Regions from separate parts of the Mus musculus genome. Here region 1 is linked to region 2. The links are chromatin contacts, called in public HiChIP or PLAC-seq maps. All regions are on one chromosome and are shown on one strand. The core of a region is the stretch at or near the end of the contact, and the rest is flanking DNA. Distances in the headings are between cores, read along the strand shown.

Region 1 (5,164 bases), core at 49-2,548, 67 kb after region 2:
CATTAATTTTTTCCTACTTTTCATGACCCAGCATGCTTATTACCTGTGCATTTATTTACCTATTGCTCAGCTTTCTTCACAAAATAGTATTTTAAGGGCCAGAGCATTGCATGTGTAGTTCACTGCTATATCCTTATCGAATGGAATAGTATCCGGCTCCGACAAGGCAGCTGGTAAATATTTATGAAGTAAATGAAAATAGATGGCACTTTTCTATTATCTCCTCCGCTAAGTTAGATGTCTTCCTATTTTTAAAATGTGTTTTGCTTGTTCCGTCTGTTCAAAGAGTGTCATGCTTCTCCTCAATTGCCAGCTTAATTTTTAAAAAGTAGCTAAAGGGACAGTTCTAACTAGAACTGTCAGCTTGAATTTTGTGGATTCCAAGATTGCCTCTATTCTCTCCCTGAATTTCAGAAGGAAATGTGTGTATAGCCATGTCTCCATATTTCCCGTGGGAAAAGCCTCAGCTTCAGTCAGATTCTCAGAGGCTCATTGCACAACTCCAGGGTTTGAGTTACTCTGCTCTCCCTTGAATGTTGTTCAACTAAAGCCCAACACGCTTTACAGGAACCTTATTAGGGTCCCGACCAAACCACCTGATCTTGGAAGTGAAGTTCCTCAGAATTGAAAATAACCCACGAGGCGAGTCTCTAGCTAAATGTCTCTGCTCAATCAGCCAAGCTCTCCTGTGATAGACACTTCCGCCTCTGCCAGACTCGTAACCTGTCAACTACGTTTGTCTCTTGACGTCTGTCTGACTCACCGATTGCTTTAACCGGGATTGTGAAAGGTTTTCTAAGGAACTGCGAGCCTTTCGGCGCCAAGGACTTACTTTGAGTACTCGCTGAGTTCCTTTCCTACTGATCAGTTTTTCAGGCGTGTGCACATACCATGCTCCCCTCGCCCCTGCCGTGTTTCTTCGGAGATGTCCACCCTTCTAACCATGGTCTAGGGGGAGGACGCATCTCTATTCCAAAGCTGTCCTGTCTGTCAGCTACTCATGACTGAATACCTGGATTTGGACAGGAGGCTTCTGTCAACTGGGCTTAGTGATAAGAGGTGACTGCTGTGGCCCAGCGCAGGACGGTCTGAAAATGGGCGAAAAGGCTGTAGGCTCAGCCTGGGTTAGAAAACCCGATCTCGAGGAATGAATGCTGGTGGGAACCCGGAGCTCCCTGCTCCCTGCGAGGGGAGGGGTCAGACTCGGGTCGTGAACTGGGACACTTCTTGGGGAGCCAATAGGAAAGCCGGTCTCAGGTAGTCCCTCACTCGCCCCGCCCCGCCCCGCCCCTCGCTCCGCCCCGGCGCCGCGCGTCGCCAGGGCCGCGGATGCGCGCAGCCGTCCAGCTTCCGGAAGTGCCTCGGTGAGGGTGGTTAGGGCCGAGGTAAGCGCGTAGTTTGGGCGGATCGGAGGGCTAGCCGAGTCCTGGGGTCAAACCTGAAGTCGCTTCAGCTCGCGCACTGTCAGGAGCGAGCTGGGGCGGGGACAGCGGTCTCAGCCCCGTGCCTGTCGCGCTCGCGGACGGCAGGCGCGTGCGGGGGAGGGGACTCGGGGCGGAACGGAAAGTGGACTCTTCCGGGTTGCTCGTCCCAGGAGAGGGATCGGGTCTGTCCGGACTCCGGTTGGACACTGCCAGGTGGCTAACCGCTAGTTACTGGCCCTCAGTGATAACCCCAGCTACCCCTTGCAAACCCCCAGAAGGCTGCCCTAGCTCTTCCTGGGCTTGAAACGTTGCTGCTTGGAAGCCCTGGAGGATCCAGAGCTGTTAACTTTGTTTTTTGTTTTTGTTTTTGTTTTAAAGATTTATTTATTATTATATGTAAGTACACTGTAGCTGTCTTCAGACACCCTAGAAGAGGGGGTCAAGTCTCATTACGGATGGTTGTGAGCCACCATGTGGTTGCTGGGATTTGAGCCATCTCTCCAGCCCACTTTTAATACTTACTTTACAGGGCTGTCAGGAGGGTCATCAATGGCACAAGCAAAGCCTACAGTGGTCTGATAAACAAAGGGCCACCTACATGTGCAACCCTGTGTGCAACCTACGTGTGCATAGAAAAATTGCATTTCACTTCGATTTCTTAAAGCGTCGGTAATACAAATATAACTGATAAATCACGAGTTTCTTCTGTGAGGAGTGAGAGGTAGAGTCTCATCCGGACACAAATCCATACGTCTCTCTATAAGGTAATTTAATTTTGAGTAAATGGACGCCTTGTCACAGATGCCTGGGTGGTAGCCACCAGTTGGCCTCTACTGCATGAAGTAGTAGTATTAATATACAATTTAAATGTGTAAGATTTAGTTTCCCAGAATAGCGCTTCTTGAATAGTCTCCAGATTTGTGTTAGGAACTAATTCTGATCAATCTGACAGGTAGAAATTTTACTGACTGAAATTTTATTATTTTTGTAAAACTCAGGAAATCATTTAGTTAGTGAAGGGGTTTTGTGTATTTCATTTCTAAAAACAGAGCCTTCTTTGAAAGTTGTCCTCCTAAGCCAGTGATTCTCAACCTTCCTAATGCTGAGACTCTTTAATGCAGTTCTTTTCATGGTGGTGACTCCCAACCATAAAATATTTTTTGTTGCTACTTCATAACTGTAATTTTGCTATTGTTACAGATTATAATTTGAATATCTGTGTTTTCCCATGATCCTAGGTAACCCCCCATGAAAGGATCTCAACTCATAGGTTTTGAGCTGCTGTTCTAAGCTCATAACATTTGGTCAACTGTGATTTCAGGATCATTTTGTGTGAAAATATATTGTAATTTCCATTGCGATGTCTTTGACCACTGATTACTAATTTCTACAAGTTGGGATTTCAAGATCCCTTATTGGTGTTGATTTCTCATTTAATTACATTCTGTCCTGGCTAGTTTATGTCAGATTGAGTCATCTGAATGGAGAGAACCTTAGTTGAGAAAATGCCTCCTTAAGATCTGGCTGTAGGGTATATCCTTAATTAGTGATTGATGGGGAAGGGCCCATGGGTTGTGAGTGATAGCATCCTGGGCTGGTGGTCTTGAGAGTTCTCTAAGAAAGCAGGCTGGGAGGAGGAAGCTAGCAAGCAGCACTCCTTCAGGGCCACTGCATCAGCTCCTGCCTCCAGGATCCTGCCCTGGTTGAGTTCCTTCCTGTCCTGACTTCCTTCAGTGATGGACTATGATCTAGAAGTGTAACCTGAATAAACCCTTTCCTCCCAACTTGCTTTTTGGTTGTGATGTCTCATCATCATAATAGTAATAGTAACTCTAATTAGGATATCGTGGTTACAGAATACATACTTGAAGTTTCCAATTGTATGAAATGTGTGTACATGGTTTGTTTTCCTGAATATTTCTTATGGACTTCATTAAGCATACTAGAGCTGTGGGGTTTAGCTTTGGTGGGTACTAGAAGTCAGGACAGCACCTCACTCCTTTAATATCAGCATTGGGGAGGCTGATGCATGCAGTGTGATTGTCTTGAATTCCAGGCTAGACTCTGCTCCAGAGACAGACCCTATCTCAAAACAGCGACAGCCCCAAACACCTATCCTCAAACACATACCAAATAATCAACAAAAAAATTGATACTAGGTGTGTCTACACTTCTATTTCTTGATGTTCTGACCCATCTATTTTAATGACATGCCATCTTTTTTGTTTGTTTGTTTGTTTGTTTGTTTGTTTGTTTTGGTTAGTACTATTGTAGCTACACTATTTATTATTGATGAGCCAACACATTTCTCAAAATGAAATGACAACCCCCTCCTTTGTCTTTGTGTTGGCTAGTTTTATGTCAAGTTGGCACAAGCTATCGTCAACTGAAGGGACCTCAATTGAGAAATTGTCTCCATTAAGATAGGGCTATAGGCAAACCTATAGGGCATTTTCTTAATTAGTAATGAGGGAGGGCCCAGCCCGTTGTGAGGAGTGCAACCCCTAGTGGTACTGGGTTCTTTAAGAAAGCAGGCTGAACAAGCCAGTAAGTAAGGTCTCCATGGTCTCTTCCTGCCTCCCCGGTTCTTTGCCTTTTTTGGGTTCTTATCTTAACCACTTTGGATGCTTAACTGTTAGGTGAAAAGTGTTCCTGAAACCCTTTCCCCCACAAGTTGCTTTTGTTCACAGTATTTCCTCACAGCAGGAGAAACTAACAGATCTTCCAGTCAGCTTGATCACATATACTAATGTAGTCATACCGGTTTTCATATGCTTATGCCACATTCTGTTTTCATATACTATGCCAGCTCCTTGTAGTAGCAATCAAAATTAGGCTCAACATCTGTGGTTTATTCAGTTCAAGCACATAAGAAACACTAATGAAAAAATCGTAGGCACAAGTTTTTATAGAACTGGAAACTTCAAGTATGTATTCTCCAACTACAGTCTAATTTAAATAGAAATGTATTCATGCAGAAATATATTCATTTCCTTAATTTTTATTTTTAAACTATTTCTTCTGCCTAATAAATTAATTTGTGGTGCTGCGCATGGAAACCAGAATTTTACACAGGCCAGTCAAGTGCTTTAATCACCTGGCTACATGTCAGGTTATCGTGTCTTTATATTTACAATGTCTCTTTCAGATAGCATATATCTAGGTCTTGCTCTTTAAATCTGAAAGCTCTGTCTTGTAGTGTGAATGTTTGTCCCGTTTACACTTAATGTAGTTTATAGATGTTGGCTTTTACTCTACTGCATTGTCTTGTTTTCCATCACAATTTTTCTCTTTTCCTGTGATATTTCTGTTTTTTTTTGTTATGTTTTAAGTAAGTTATTTTTTATGTATATATGAGCTTTTTGCTTGCATGCATGTTTGTGCACCTTTGTGTGCTGGGTGCAGCAGAGGAGGCTAGAAGAGGGTGTTGGATCCCTTCAAACTGGAGTTCCAGATAACTGTGGGTCACTTTGTGGGTGCTAGGTACGGAGCCTGGGTCCTGAGTCGTCAGAAGATGAGCCAGTGCTAACACTATGCATCCTTAAGCTTTACGTAGAGTTTAACCTCTCAGGGTCTCTGTCATTGTGCCAGTTTTTATAGCCCAGTTCAGATCTGCCGGTTCTCACCTCTTACTTGACCCTCCCCACTTCCTACCTGGCACCCCTTCACACCCAATTGCTTCAGATTTTCTTTTTCCGATTTGGAAAGTCACATCTATATTAACAAAACGGATTCGTTAA
Region 2 (4,744 bases), core at 701-3,200:
GTTCCATCTCAAATGTCACATACCAAAGATACCTGGTGTGACTACATTATGGCCTTGGACATAATTGAGGTTAAAGGAAGGTTAGTAAAGATGGGACATACTCCAACAAGACTAGTGTTCTTGTAAGAGAACACATTAGAGAGCTTGCTGCTTTACCACATACATGAAGAAAAGAGGTCCTATGACCAGCCAATGAGGTGTTGGTATCAGGAAGCCATAGAAAAAGACCTCAGAATAAAACCTCTCTTCCTAGTAACTAGATCTTGGGCTCTCTAGCCTCCACAATTGTAAGAAATCAGTTTCTGTTGTTTGAATCACACTGTCAATGGTTTGGGTTTAGTTTTCAAACACTCTAGACTTCACCTGTGACAACACTACATGAGCCTATCTCTGTCTGGATGAATATATAGAAAAGGGGAAAGAAGTTACAAGGCTTCTGCCATTGTCTCTGTACTTGATGTTTATATGCACTCAAATTTACCCTGCACTAGCAAAGTCCCTAAGGTTATTGCATTTCCCAGTGATTCTCAAGGGAGGTGAAGTCCTATAGCCCTAGCATCTGGCATAGAAGGAGGCAGGTCAGCAGGGAAGCTCACCCAGCATCAAGTGGCTGGCAAACACTAACCTAAACGTCTTCAAGCCCACAGCAATTCTAGTCAAAAGCTCTGCCTTAGAAGTATCTGATTTCTTAAAGATATAAAGCTTAAATCTAATAAATAATTCTTGGTTCCTAAAGAGAACATGTACATTCACATAGTGAAAAACTGACATAGTACGTGTGCACACAAAAGAAATGTATGTTTATAAAAGTAACCCTGTAGAGCATGTAAGATTTTAAGTAGGACATTTGATATAGGGCTTGAATCCATTTAATACAGGCCTTATTATTAAAGTAGCATCAATGCATAGAGACTAAAATCTGAAATCTTAGACTTACCTTGTCACATGAAAGTCTGCAAACTGGCAAACTGATACATGACGTCTCTTCTGCTTATTTAGCTTTTGGGCAGATATGACCAAATTTTCCATTTACTAGCACTGCATCTATGTTAGCTGTCATATTTTCACTGACCCACACAAATCTATAATTTCCTAACAACTAGAGATTTTAAAAACAAATAACTGTGACATTATGTTCCAGAACATTAATCCAGAGGTAAGTTATATTTCTATTCCACATGTTTGGCAAAGCTGCATGGGGCTTTTTATATGGGTGGGTAAATTCCATGTTGTTTCCTGTGTAGGTAGGTAGACTTTACATTGCTTGTTTTGTTTTAAACAGTGACACAACCAAGGAGGTGACAAATGGCTCCAGCAGTACTCAACTCTTCACATCTGCTCTCTGTTAATACAGTGGTGTCCACTTTGCCAACTCAGCAGCAAACAGGTTCCTGAGCCACTCCTGTCTAACCAGATACCCTAAGCCAACACCCTTTGATAAGGCTCCAAGGGTAGAGAAAAGGAAAAACCTCACTCACAGTTCAGAAAGAAAACACACTTTCTGTTTGCATTTATCTATACTGTATGCATAAATTACAAAAGCTAGTTTACAAATTCCACCAAAGCATTCTAACTCAGCAGTCATTAGTTACAGCTTCATTTTGATCAGGGCTGAAGAACATTGCTTATATAGACTTGGCAGGACCAGCAACACCCACTAGTCAAGAGCCAACTTTTGCCTTGCATTCTAACTTAAATTGATACTAAGATTAAGTAACATTTTCCCTGTCTCTTTTGAGTCAGGTTCTATATAGACTGAGTTTGTCTCAAATTCTTGCCTCAGCCTCACAGGTGCTGGTGTTTCAGTCACACACACACACACACACACACACACACACACACACACACACACACACACGACTCTCTCTAGTTGTATTTTACTGTGCCTGTTGAGTAATAAGAAGCATTTCCTGTTCTCCTGCCTGAAAGAGCAGCACCACTGAGACCTGCTAGTTCAAGCAGTCTGCTTTGTCATTGCTCCTTTGCCCAATAAGTTCTTTAGAGTAGTGGTTCTCAACCTGTGGGTTGCAATTCCTTTGTGGGGTCAAATGACTCTTTCACAGGGGTGGCCTAGAACCATCGGAAATCATATACTTACATTATGATTCATAACAGTAGCAAAATTACAGTTATGAAGTAACAATGATAATAATTTCATGGTTAGGGTCACATGAGGAACTATATTAAAGTGTTGCAGCATTAGGAAGCTTGAAAACCACTCTCTAGAACCATAAATCTTACCCACCAAAAATGTTTCACAGGCTTGTTTACCTTCTCAATGAATTCAAGAATGTAAAAGAATTCAGCTATTTATGTTTTGAAATCAGTTATTTCCCTCCAGTTCTTGGCAACTGCTGTGTGTGAGTGTGCATGCCGCATGTACCATGGTCTCTCACTACTCCTTTGTTTCCAGATTCCAGAGAAGTCGAGCGTCCTCCTGTCCCACGCTCAGTTCAGTAATGAGTACTGCAGCTCATTCAGCCCAGCTCCTTCTTACAAGCTACATTTCACTTAAGAAACGGTTTTGATTGATTTATATTATTTTTTATGAGTTCTTTGGCTGCATGTATTTATGTGCACCACATTCATGTCTGGTGCCTTCAGAAGCCAGAAGAGGCTATCGATCCCCTAAATCTTCAGTTATAGACAGTTACAAGTTATACGTGGGTGCTAGGAACTGAACCCAAGTGTTCTGGAAGAGAAACAAGTGCTGTTAACCACTGAGCCATCTTTCCAACCCCTACAAATTAATTTTTTTTCATTATGAAGAGAATTAGTCCTGGCTAGGGATGGGTGAAAGAAACTATGTGAATCCTGAGAAATGCTGCTAAGAGATAGTCTTCCTAAAATCAGCCAAGATGTTTTCTATTGTTATAAATCCTGTTTCCTTGTGTCTATGTAGCACCAAGTTTCCTATTCTAGAGTATGGAGAGAAGAATGACCTCACAGCAGACAAGACAGACACAAGACACAATCTTAAGACACTAGGCATCAAGCATTGATGGTAGCAGGCCCTGACAGAAAAAATAATGCAACTGTCCCTAGCTCCTGCCTGAAGGGCTCAGACTACTATAAGGACAGAGATCCAGGAAGGTTTGTCAACACCCTTGTGTTGAGGACATGGATCTAGGAGTGTGGATAGATCATGGCAACTGGAATTAACAAGGCAGGGTACACATTAAAAAGCATCCCACAGACATGCAAACCTCCCTCTATTTTGTATCGTTGCATGTGAGAAATGCCACAAGCTGCTGAGGCAGACACCCAGGGCCTAATGTAATAATGCTAATATCCACAGCTCCAGTGCAAACTCTCCCACCCCTAGTCTCCTTGCTCTCTTCTAATAGCCTTTGAGCTGACAGCAGAAGACTCAAAAGCCTAAGTCCTGGTTTACTGCTACCTCAATCTTCTACTTCCATCCATAATGCTTTACTCATGATGACCTCATTTCCTAAATAAGGTGTGCCCCCCCCATCCATTCCTCTTCCCTTAAAGAGAAGAACTGTTGTTTGTTTGTTTACTGATTGATTGATTGATTGATTGATTGGGGAGGAAAGGTAACCTGAAACAGGGCAAGTAAGGCCACCTTTCCACAGGCAGCCTCTGACTAAGGAGAAAACTTGAGTAATTTTTATTTTTGTAGCCTCATAACTAGCATAACTGCCAATGGAAGTCAGCACCCTGGGGGCTGAGGCAGAAGGATCATAGATTCCAAGTCAGTATAGAACATACTGTTAAGACCTGTCAAAGAAGGGTAAAGAGTTCAGCATAACTATGATCTGTGATAAAGCAGCTTAATTTAATCCCAAATATACAATAAGCCTGACATACTCATGATTCCAAACAATACAACTGTTACTGAATTCAAGAAAATGTTAGTATTTCTAGAAAACTGCTTAGGCTTTCACATACAGTTCAACCATATGAACAAAGGTTTTGGTAAAGTGAAGAAAAAAATATTCTCGGGGCCTCCTACATCTCAACTTGGCATCCAATGTGAACATATTTATAGACTAAAGAATTCAACTAGAAAAGAAACAAGATTTCATTTGGTCTTTGCTCTCTGGGAAACTCTCCTTGGAAATCCTGGCCTGGGCTTCATGTTTCTTCACTGCATCTCTGAATGGAATCAGAATACACCAGTCCTTAGCAGAGGCATGACCCACAATCCAACAACACTCTCAGAAAGGATGGAGTGCTTGATTAGTACTTCCTTACTTTTAGTAAATATTAATTTGGATCTACTGCTAGTCGTTTCGGCTTAATTCTTATGATCACCTCTATTTATCAGGGGTTTCATTCTTTAGTATTCAGATGATGCTATGGGCATTAGCCCATCAAATTAAAATGGGGTTTTCTCTTTAAGACAGCATCCACACTGGGACCTCTTGTTTCCTGTTTGATTCTTCACCACACATACATACATCCCTTTTCAAACATGGACCCAAAGGTGGTGACTGAGATTTCTAGGGACTTCCAGGAAAGATATTAATATTATGACAATGGCTCACAAATGTGCCCATACAGGACGAATGAAACACTGCAGTCCTCCCAGCCTCAGCTGGTTCTTTAGATACTAGGGACAGTACCAACATCCCAGCAATAAACAAGCCTCAGGCAACTGTACTGAAGTGTCCCTTCTACGCCGCCATCTACTGTTTGCTTACTTGGTGCTTCTTCTGAATCAGTTTGTTTCCAGTGGCATAGCCATGAGTCTCTTCCCTCATAACTCAGATTCTTGCTT

Evidence for each region. HiChIP or PLAC-seq counts read pairs in DNA pulled down with a chosen protein or histone mark.
Region 1: an H3K4me3 HiChIP or PLAC-seq map of bone marrow-derived macrophages shows a contact between it and region 2, with 4 times the contacts expected there. The contact joins the promoter of Zkscan6 here to the enhancer-like site in region 2. A contact is called at or near these places in 11 of 39 promoter capture datasets (the 3T3-L1 cell line, the C10 cell line, the HPC-7 cell line and 9 more), 2 of 15 datasets of contacts at CTCF or cohesin (CD8 T cells and the NIH/3T3 cell line), 10 of 484 Hi-C or Micro-C datasets (3T3-L1-derived adipocytes, CD4 T cells, Th1 cells and 7 more), 8 of 115 datasets of contacts at active chromatin or transcription factors (the 230-238 cell line, CD8 T cells, the HPC-7 cell line and 4 more) and 3 of 9 other capture datasets (adipose tissue, liver and pancreatic islet).

Annotation. Positions count from the first base shown.
Region 1 is chr11:65,805,877-65,811,040 of GRCm38.p6, forward strand. It overlaps Zkscan6 (zinc finger with KRAB and SCAN domains 6), which reads left to right and starts at 1,299. Exons shown (of 7, transcript NM_001302374.1): 1 at 1,299-1,385.
Region 2 is chr11:65,738,656-65,743,399 of GRCm38.p6, forward strand. The region is part of intron 2 of Map2k4 (mitogen-activated protein kinase kinase 4); the gene reads right to left. Among named protein-coding and RNA genes, the nearest start is that of Mir744, 6.2 kb to the left of the region's middle. Within about 2 kb of position 1,951, at least 51 of the 459 cell types and tissues checked have an H3K27ac peak or open chromatin away from gene starts, as enhancers often do. A contact at or near this core is called in the HPC-7 cell line, Th1 cells, bone marrow-derived macrophages and 2 more, where this site is marked.